2 separate regions of the Rattus norvegicus genome follow, and region 2 is linked to region 1. A link is a contact called in public Hi-C data. All regions are on one chromosome and are shown on one strand. Each heading gives the region's core, a stretch centred on a gene start, on an enhancer-like site or on the middle of the called end of the contact. The rest is flanking DNA. Distances are from core to core; before and after follow the strand shown. Region 1 holds the start of Vps53 (VPS53 subunit of GARP complex). Region 2 holds the start of Timm22 (translocase of inner mitochondrial membrane 22).

Region 1 (5,342 bases), core at 1,454-3,953:
TAAACACAGACAGACCTTACCACTTAGCAGTCTTACTTCTAGGCATACACTTCAGCAAACAAAAAACTTACACAAAACTGTAGACAGGAATGTTTATAGCAGCTTTATTCACAACTTCTCAGAATTTAAAACAATGTTTCCAAATCACCTAAGTAGATAAACAAATCAAAGGAGCAAGAAACAAAACTGATGACACAAATAATAATGTGGATGGATCACAGATCCATTACGCTAAGTGAGAGAAGACAGAGTCGAAAGGTGACATGCTATAGGTCTCCATTCATGTAGAACTTATATGACATTCCGGAAAAGTCAGACCAGAGATTTCCAGACAATAGAGTGGGTGTGAAGAAAAGTAGGGGATGATGGAAATATCTCAATTGGACTGTGGTGTGCTGAGATGACAACATGCATTTAATAAAGCTCACAGCACTGGAAACTGAAAAGAGCTAATTTCATGGTATGCAAATTATATCTAATTTAAAAGAGAAAAATAAGACACTAGGTAAAACTGCATGTGTCTTTAGGAATGGTACATGCGCTTTCCTTCCCCTCTCTCTCTTCTCACTCTACCCCCCTTTCGTCTTTCTGTCTTATTTTTATTTTCTTAATTCTATGTGTATAGGTGTTTCGCCTGTATATAAATGTATACACCATGTGCATGCCTGATGTCCAAGGAAGCCATAAAAGGGTGCTGGATCCCTTGGAACTGGAGTTACAGACCGATGTAAGCTACCATGTGGGTGCTGGGAATTGAATCCAGGTCCTCTGGGAGAGCAGCCAGTGCTCTTAACCGCTAAGCCATCTCTCCATCCCCTTTATTTTTAAATTATGTATATGTGCATCATGTGCGTGGGTGTTCCTGGAGGCTGAGGGGATGTTGGACGCCGTGGAGCTGGAGTTCCATGGTTGCCGGCTGCTCAGTGAAAGTGCTGGTAACTAAACTTAGGTTCTGGATCCTCTGGAAGAGCAACAAGCAGTATTAATGGCTCAGTCATCTTGCCAGCCTTTGTTTTTGATTTTTTCTTTCTTTCTTTTTTTTTTTCCAGAGCTGGGGACCGAACCCAGGGCCTTGCGCTTGCTAGGCAAGCGCTCTACCACTGAGCTAAATCCCCAACCCTGTTTTTGATTTTTAAGAATCTCATTACATAGTCCAGCTGGCCTCAAACTCTCCACCTTTCTGCTTCAGTTCCCAGAGTCCTGGTATTTATAGGCATGTGCTACCACAGTCAGACGGCACCTATAGTTTCTGATAATAAAACTACCGTATGTTCATTATAGACATGTGGGAAAATAAAGAAAAAATATTTCCTTGTCATTTGCTTTTGGTTGAGAAAGTAAATTCCATATCCACCTACCCTCCATCTTCCAAGGGTTGGGATTAAATATAGACTTATACCATCACACCCAGCCAAATTTGCTCTCAAAAAATAAATATTCTGCTTTCTGAAATACACTGTGTATACATTCCCATGTTATTAAATAATTTTCAAAACAATGTTATGAGTCAATGTGTGTGTGTGTGTGTGTGTGTGTGTGTGAGTGTGTGTGCCGAATGTGTGGAGGTCAGAGGGCAACTTGTGGAAGTTAGGACTCTCTTTCCAACAAGTGGGTTCCAAGGATGAATTCAAGCATCAGGCTTTTCAAGCAAATGCTCTACTGGCTGAGCCATCTTGATGTCTCCTCTGCACTTCTGCAATTATATTTTTTAAGCAGTTTCTTTGGTTGCTAAAAATTATACTACTTACACATTTTTTTGGCAAACCAAAACAAAATTCCATTCCTAATACTGCAATTTTTTTTAATGAAAAGAGCAAATTATATTATTCCTGCAGAAATTTCGATAAAACTATATGTCAGAAAAAAAAAAAAAGTTCAGCAGGGCCAGATACTCCTTGGTCGAGGGTTTCACAATGTCAAACTGGTAAGGCAACCCTTCCCTTGGCTGCAATTCCCTCATTGTTCCAGTACCTGCTGGAAAAGCCGTTCCACAGGGCGATCTGGCTCCTCTTTTTGTGATGTAGGAGGCTAAACACCCTAACATTTCCTGTACTACCTGCCTAAGTTTGCATAATACTTCCATATTTAATGCTCACCCCATCTAACGTAGTGTACGCAGGGCAGATGGGAGTACTTTGTTCAAGGTCGTAAGGTTATCAAGGGTGTAAACAAGGATGTACAGCTTGGACGTCCAGTCTCAAAAATCAAACACTTTCCTGCGTTGAGTCATTTTCCCCCCTACTCCCCACCCTAGTGAGGAGGCTTCAGACAATTTTGCGCAGGGGATCCTTATCTAAGACACTCCCCCAAACTTCATATGCCCTTGGCAACACCGCCACTTACCAGCGAGTCATTTCACCCGCTATGGTAGGGGGTCACAGACTGTTCCAGACCAAGGGGATCCAGCGAGTGGGTTGTATGTTGGCTTCGTTGCCAGAGGGGCTTACTGCCCATCCATTGAGACACTGACGGGGCCAACCGCTCTCTGGGGCGCCCCCGCTCTCCAGCGACACTACGGCGCCGGTGGGAGACGCGCCCTGGGCGAGGTGGGGAGGGTTCCCAATCTTAAGAACCCGCCGCGTGCGGCCAGGGAACCTGTGGTTAAGGGTTATCTGGAGATTTTCCAGGGATTTGACTGCCATGGCTGAAGTCAGTCCTCCGCTATCCCAGAGTCCCCCGGTTCCCGGAAGTGCCCGACTCTCCGGAAGTGCCGGGCTAGACGAGCGAGTAGCGGCTTTCTCGAGCCCTGTACCTGGAGGATTGCAATTCTGGGGTCCTGGTGATAGACAGATCACGACAGGGTTGGAGAGGGCGTCGGGGGCTGAGCGGCGGGATGATGGAGGAGGAGGAACTGGAGTTTGTGGAGGAGCTGGAGGCTGTGCTGCAGCTCACGCCAGAGGTGCAACTAGCCATCGAGCAGGTGAGCGCTCCACCCCCTCAGGAGGGTGCTACGGTGGAATGGGCGGCTCTGGGCCGGGGTCGAATCCACCCTTCTAGGCTGGAAAGGTGGTGGCTCGAATTTAGAGCGGAAGTCTGGATGGTAGTGAAGGTGGGAATGGGTTTCTCAGCCCGGGGACAAAACACGTCTTCTCCAGGCTCTTTAGAGGTTGTCACGCCCTGCTAGGTTTGGGCCTAGATGTACTCTTTGACAGGATGAACCTAGGAGCCCTGTGACTGGAGAATTCGGATTATGGGAGATTTTTAAGACCTCATTCATTTTCTAGCTAGTACTGCTTCTCCCATTTCTCAGGTTAAGCTCTTGGAGTGCTTTGGAATTGGCAGCGGGATACTTTCATTGCGGAAACAAATGACCGAATAGGGGTGTGGGGAGGCATACTGGAAAATGGCTCTTGTGCTGGTGTATGGGTGTGTGTACTTGACACAAGCTGGAGTCATCTGGGAAGAGAAAGCTTCAGTCGAGAATTGCCTCCATCGGATTGGCTCACAGGCAAGTCTGTGGGGGCATTTTCTTGGTTGATGCTGTAGAATGGCCCAGCCTACTATGGGAGGTACCACCCCTGGGCAGCAGGTTCTGAGTTGTATAGAAAAGCAAGCTGAGCAAGCCATGGAAAGTAAGCCAGTAAGTAACATTCCTTGGTGGTTTCTGCTCTATTTCCTGTCCTGGTTTCACCTGATAATATACTGTAACCTGTAATCCAAAGAAATTATTTACTTCCCAAGTTTTTGGTCATGCTGTGTTATCACAGAAATGTAAAGCAAACTAAGACAGTTCTTTACCATAATTAAAAGGTTGAGGGCTAGTGAGATGGTCAGTGGGTAAAGGCACTGTGCCACCAAGGCTGCTGACCTGAGTCTCTTTCCCAAGACCCTCAAATAGAGGGAGAAAACTACTCTTGACCATAACACACACACACACACACACACACACACACACACACACATCTCCCTACCCCCTGGTCTACAAAGTGAGTTCCAGGATAGCAAGGGATACACAGAGAAACAAATAAAAAAGTATTAATGGTCCATATATGCTAATTATTATTATTTTTTTCTTTTTTTCGGAGCTGGGGACCGAACCCAGGGCCTTGCGCTTGCTAGGCAAGCGCTCTACCACTGAGCTAAATCCCCAACCCCGCTAATTATTATTAGTAGAATTAATATTTTACTTGGGCAATAGTCACTAAGTGAGGTACACTCTTCCTTTCCATTAGTATTGGAGGATTGAACTAGATCCTTGGCACATGAGGTAAGTAAGTGTCTTACCACTGAGCCATATCAATATCTCCTGATGTGCTTTTTCTTACAGTGTGAACCCATGTCAGTTCCCTTAAGGAAGATCTTTCTCCCTTTATCAAGAACAAAACCCTATGCAGAGGCCTACACAGTTACTTCTAGTATCATGACCATACATTTTAATATACTTGACAAGGGACTTTAGTCACCAAAACCTTCTTGTTGAGAAGAGAGGACTCTTAGGGATATTCTTCAGTGTCACCCAAATTGCAAAAATTCTCAACATTTTAAGATTTTTACTGTATTTATGTGTATATGACCTGTACATGTGTCTCCTTGAAATTCCTTAAACCACCCATGAAGTACAGTGTCTTAACATCTTTTGGTAAATCTAGAATTTTTCTGCTAACACTGAAGCCTGACATTCTCTCTATAGGTGTCACCGGATGAAGTAGCTTAAGTCAAGGGCTGTGTTGTGTGAAATCTGTTAATGCCTGGGATTAAACCCAGGAACAGGAAGAGAAGAATGAAGAAACTGGGAGCAGTTAGGAAGTGGATAGCCCATTTCCTCATACTGCTCACAATGACAGGCCCTGTTCCCAGCACTCCCTCTGCCAAGGGCTTTTAATTAATTCTGTAATCACACGTACGTGTGGTGTATTCTCACCATAGGTGTACAGCACAGAAGTGAAATGCTAAACTTTTCAAAGACATTACTAAGCTCCACCTCTCACTGGCTTTGCCTCCACTTGCCCTCTACATCACAGAAGCCATAACTCTTCTAATAACCATCTTTTCTAAGAAGTCATATTGGTTCGTTCATTTTTATTCTTAAAAAATTACTTATTTACAGTTTATGTGTATATATGTGTGAGCCTGAGTGAGTTTATGTGTACAATGTAAATTCAGGGGCCCTTCAAGGTTGGCAGATGCATTAGGTTCCCTGGAACTGGAGTTGGAGTCCATTGCAAGGAGCTACCATATGGGTTCTAGAAACTGAATCCAAGTCCTCTGCAAGAGCAGCCATTGCTCTTAACCCTGAGCCATCTCTCCAACTCCGGATTCTCTATATTTCACGGACTGTTTTGCTGAAGATTGCTTTACAGAGTTATTATCTGTCTTGAGCTAGTAAAGTTCAGAACCCAAGG
Region 2 (5,342 bases), core at 1,578-4,077, 210 kb before region 1:
ATGATTTAAAAAAAAAAAAGATAATTAAAAAGTGTACAAGGGCAACAGGAAGAGCTTTCTTAAGAAGCAAGAGGCACTTACAGACTCTACCAGACACTCAGTACAGGAAAACATGGCACCCACAATGGCAAAATTTTTGGCATAGGACATTCCTCTCTGTCCCATGTCCTTCAGGACTTCTCTTGCAGTTGGTGTCCGGTAAGGGTCCTTGGGGTCAAAGCCCACGTTGGTATCAATGCCAGCAGTAAAGACACCAAATGCGCCTCCCAAGACAAATCCTAGAGGTAAGCAGAGATAAGAGTTCTTTTGCACATTCTCTAGTTTACCATTTGGGGATGGTAACTGAAGATGGCCTTTCTGGTCTCTTGGCACTCGGTCCTGATCCGGCTTTCCTCACAGTACAGTCGGAGTCTACCCCCACAACTCCTCTAGGATTTATGCCTTTCAGCTTTAACCCTGTTCTTCAGCTACCAACGTTGTATATGACCTGTAACAACACTCATACAGTCACTCAGTAAGGAAGCATCATGTCCCCGCTACTCTGGAATATTCCTTATTTTTCATAGTAACTTGTGAGGTAGATGTTACTATCTCCCCTTCCTGGCTTTTCTGTTTGAGGGCCTCACTACATAATCCCGCTGGCCTCGAACCTGACACTGTAGAACAGGCAAGCTCCAACTCCAGAGGTTCATTTGCCTTTGCTTCCCAAGAGCTTGGATTAAAGGTTCTGAAACCACCATCCACCCTGCCTCTCTAAACCAAACCCTGGAGAGGTTAAGTAACTGTCTTCAGAGTCACATGAATATTAAACATGGAATCCTATGTTTCTGTCAACAAATGCCTTGTCTGAGCCTTCTTTTGTCTGTGAGTGTAGGCCAGAGTGGGTGCCATTCCTCAGGAATTACCCACCAATTTCTTTTTGTTGTTGTTGTTTGTTTGTTTGTTTTCTAAGACAGGGTCTCTCTGTGTAACAGCCCTGGCTATCCTGCCTCTTCCTCTCCAGTGCTGGGCTTAAAGGCCCCATAGCCTCACCCAGCCATACCTGGCTTTTTTACATAGATGCTGGGTTCTGAACTCAGACCTTCATGTTTGCATGATAAGCACTTTACCAACTGGGCTTTCTCCCCAGCCATTTCTGTATGATGTCTTTTCAAGATGATCACCTCAAGATCAATGTAAGCTCAATGAAGCTAGACCCCTCCTCTCCTGGTCTTGCTTTCTAATCACTTCAGCTCCAAAACTCTATCTCTTCTTTCTACTTATTTGTTTGTTTTGATTTTTTAAATATTTATTTATTTATTTATTTTATGTATATGAGTACACTGTAGCAGACACACCAGAAGAGGGCATCAGATCCCATTACAGATGGTTGTGAGACACCCTGTGGTTGCTGGGAGTTGAACTCAGACCTTTGGAAGAGCAGTCCATACTCTTAACCACTGAGTCATCTCTCCAGCCTGGTTGTTTTGGTTTTTGAATTAGTTTCTCAGGGCTGGAGAGATGGCTCAGTGGTTAAGAGCACTGACTGTTCTTCCAGAGGTCCTGAGTTCAATTCCCAGCAACCACATGGTGGCTCACTACCATCTATAATGAGATCTGATGCCCTCTTCTGGTGTGTCTGAAGACAACTACAGTGTATCCATATACATCAAATAAATAAGTCTTAAAAAAAAAAAAAAGAATCAGTTTCTCTATTATGTAGCCCTGACTTTCCTGGAATTCACTCTATAGACTAGGCTGACCTGGAACTCTTGAGATCTGACTGCCTCTTCCTCCCCACTATTTAAGATTTGAACTCCTGTATTTTTAAAATGTTCTTCATTCTTAACGAAATTTAAACTCATCTACAAATAAACAACCTTTTTACCTGTACACTATAAGTATGCTGTACATTCTCAAACCCTGGAAGATTAATATGTGTATGTGTGTGTGTGTGTGTGTGTGTGTGTGTGTGTGTGTGTGTGTTGTTAACATCCATCCCAGCCTCACCCCGACTAATCACACTGGCCTTCGCTGTTTTTTGTTTTTGTTTTTGTTTTTGTTTTTTTTTAATTCTGAGACAGGGTGTCTCTATGTAGTCCTCCCTGTCTGTCTGTCTCTGCCCACCACCACCACTCCCAGTGCTGGGGTTAAAGGCTTGGGCCACCATCACCCAGTAATAATTTCCAAACTCCAAACTCCTGCCTTGAGGACCTTTGCATTTGCAACTCTACAGCATTCTTCTCTTTGCGTCCTAATATTCTCCTTCAGGGCTCCTGTCGCTTTCATCCATATTCCTTCTGCCGGGCACCTGACCGTTACATAGTAACAACTTAATGAATGAACGAACGAACGAACGAACGAACGAACGAACGAATAAAACGAAGAAAAGAAAGCAACAATTTAGGAACCTGCAGACCCTGACTGTGAATGTTAATCTCAGGGTCAAGAGCGGCATCTCCGGGTTCAAGGAGTCAGCCAGCCCGGGAGCGATCAAGGTCGAGATGCACAGGTTCCTCGCCTCCCAGGCGCGTGGTCTTAGCAAGGAACCTTAAAGTTCTCCAAGCCCTCAGCCTCCCAAGGGTCCCACAAGCCTCGCCTCACCTCCCACACAGGCCAGCACAGCCTTGAAGGCGCAACTTTCCATCGCCCTCTCGATCATCTTCTGCTCCTCGCTCTTGGCAGGACTCGGGATCCCGCCCAGACTGCCAGGCTCCAGAAGCCGTGGCTGACGCTTGTCGCCCACCAGGTGCTGAAGAAGAAGGCTGTACTGCAACGGAGCTTCGGCGGAACCCGCCGCCTCAGGAGCTGAAGCCCCAGCCTTGGCGGCCGCCATGACTGTACGGGCTCTAGTACCTTTCACGTCGTATTTCCCACAGCCGATTCCACATGCTAACCGAGGAGTCCGGCCAGCCTAACGACAACGGCAGATTCGCCACACTGAGGAAGCTGTAGAAGCAAGAGTCAGCCTTTGCATCAGCGTCGAGGAAGCTATCACGTTTCCTCAACGCCTCTTTAAACAGTGAACCAAGTTTGTAAGGCATTGCTAAAAACTCTGACAAGGTTTAGTAGCTCAAGAACACCCCTCAACTAGGGGCTCCATTGCGGTGCGTGCCGGGATTTGTAGTTCTAATTCGAATGTCCAACTGTATTTCCCAGAAAGCCGTGCGCACTCGCTGGCTTTGCTACTTCCTTTGAAAGCTCGTCTGAGAAGCGGCCGAAGAGAAGTCGGATCCTGTTAGGCTGCAGTTCGTCGAACTTGCAGCAGGGGACGCACGTGTCCGCTTTGTTGCCAGGCCATAAAGCAGAGCTCCAGCTACTACAGTCACTAGAACCACAGACTGGTTTACATTCTGAGATCGAATGTACGCCCTTTGTATGAAAGTGTTGAAACATGACATAAATGTGTTCAAAAAGCATTTTATTACATATTTATTAAGCCTTTAAGGAAGAATAAAGAAGGCCAACAAATGTGAGTGGTGGTCTAGCACGCCTTAAAGCCCAGACAGGCAGATCTCTTGAGTTTGAAGCCAGCCTACTAGTCTACAGAGTGAGTTCCAGGGCAGCTGGGGCTCCACAGAGAAACCATTAAGGAGAGAGAGAGAGAGAGAGAGAGAGAGAGAGAGAGAGAGAGAGAGAGAGAGAGAGAGAGAGAGAGAGAGAGAGAGAGAAGAGAAGAGAAGAGAAGAGGAGAGGAGAGGAGAGGAGAGAGAGAGAGAGAGAGAGAGAGACCAAGTACAGAGTATTGCATAGGGTACTAATGGCATACGACTATGGTAACAATGGAAGATGTCAAACCCCATGGCTGGTAGTTGCCGGGTGTGGTGGTGCACTTGGAGAGATCTGCCTGCCTCCAGAGTGTTGGGATCGAAGGCGTGTGCCACTACACCAGGCAACTTGGAATCGTTAATGCTTTGTGGTTTTTAGTGTTAGAGAGCTAAGTTTGAACTTTTTGAAACTCATTTCTTTCTAGATGCCATCCTTGTTTGTTTGTTTGTTTGTTTGTTTGTTTGAAGCAGGGGTTCCCTGTGTAGCCCTGGCTTCTTGGGGAACTCACTCTGTAGACCGGGCTGGCCTCAAACTCAGAGGTCTGCCTTGCTTTGCCTCTGAGTGCTGGGATCAAAGGCGTTGATCACCAACCATCCTATTTCTAGATGCCATTCTTGTACCTCAGTCAATGGCCAAGTGTTAGAAAATGTTGCTCCTATTACATCTTCTTTTTGATCCTGGCCTTAGTAGTGGATCTGTGATTTCCTCATTGAGAAGAAAAGATTTTCTGGGCTGCTCAGTGACAGATCCTCAGATTCTAGCCTGTTTCTGGTGAGTGGTCCAATATTCCTGGATCACATTTCCTATATGCCAACATTGCCGGAGAGTTGTTTTTTGTTTTGTTTTGTTTTTTTTTTTTTTTTTTTTCCGGGGCTGGGGACCGAACCCAGGACCTTGCGCTTCCTAGTCAAGCGCTCTACCACTGAGCCAAATCCCCAACCCCTGTTTTTTTTATGTATGTGTGTGCACACACATGGGTGTGCAAGCGTGGGTGTCTGTGAAGGCCAGAAAAGAGCGCTGGATGTGGTACACACCCCTTAATCCAAGCACTTGGGAGGCAGAAGCTGGCTAATCGATCTCTCTTAGTTAGAGGTTAGCCTGGTCTACTTATCAAGTTACAGACTAACTAGGATGACATAGCAAACCTTATCTCAAAACAAACAAATACATGAAGTGTTTTTTTTTCTTGTTTAGATTCTCTTCCGTTCCATAACAGAATGCTGATGGTCCAAATTAAAATATTTTAAGACTTTTTAAAAAACAAGCCAGCGTGATTCCAATTTTTAAAAAAGATTTATTTATTTATTATACATAAGTACACTGTAGCTGTTCAGACACACCAGAAGAGGGTATCAGATCCCATTACAGATGGTCGTGAGCCACCATGTGGTTGCTGGGAATTGAACTCAGGATCTCTGGAAGAGCAGTCAGTGCTCTTAACCGCTGAGCCATCTCTCCAGCCCTATTTATTTTATTTTATATGTGTTTTGCCCACATGTATGTCTGTGGGCCATGTGTGTGCCTGGTGCCTGAGGAGGTCAGAAGAGGGCGTTGTTCACATCGAGTAGACTCAAGAGTTTGTTACCCTCTTTATTCAAAGATTTAGTCTGATGTAAGGAAGACATGCAGGTGCCACAGTGACAAAGGACAGACTCGCAACGGTTAATTTTATGAATCATTTGAGTAGTTCATGGAGATCTCAGCTCATTGGTTCAGCTTGATTCTGGGTATTGCTGTGAAGGGTCTCTTGGGTCAGATTAACATTTGAGTTAGATTGGTGGACAGATTAAAGCTAGTAGCCTCCCCCTGTGAGT

The links. A called contact is a pair of places that touch in the nucleus more often than the background predicts.
Region 2: a Hi-C map of Schwann cells shows a contact between it and region 1, with 15 times the contacts expected there. The contact joins the promoter of Timm22 here to the promoter of Vps53 in region 1. A contact is called at or near these places in 10 of 12 Hi-C or Micro-C datasets (the A7r5 cell line, the Rat2 cell line, Schwann cells and 5 more) and 1 of 1 datasets of contacts at active chromatin or transcription factors (oligodendrocytes).

The regions. Positions count from the first base shown.
Region 1 is chr10:61,534,273-61,539,614 of GRCr8, reverse strand. It overlaps Vps53 (VPS53 subunit of GARP complex), which reads left to right and starts at 2,703. Exons shown (of 22, transcript NM_001105813.1): 1 at 2,703-2,920. The coding sequence starts at 2,834. It overlaps LOC103693391 (a long non-coding RNA gene), which reads right to left and starts at 2,581. Exons shown (of 2, transcript XR_594815.4): 1 at 2,344-2,581; 2 at 91-961.
Region 2 is chr10:61,749,171-61,754,512 of GRCr8, reverse strand. It overlaps Timm22 (translocase of inner mitochondrial membrane 22), which reads right to left and starts at 2,827. Exons shown (of 4, transcript NM_032618.1): 1 at 2,584-2,827; 2 at 82-278. The coding sequence starts at 2,815.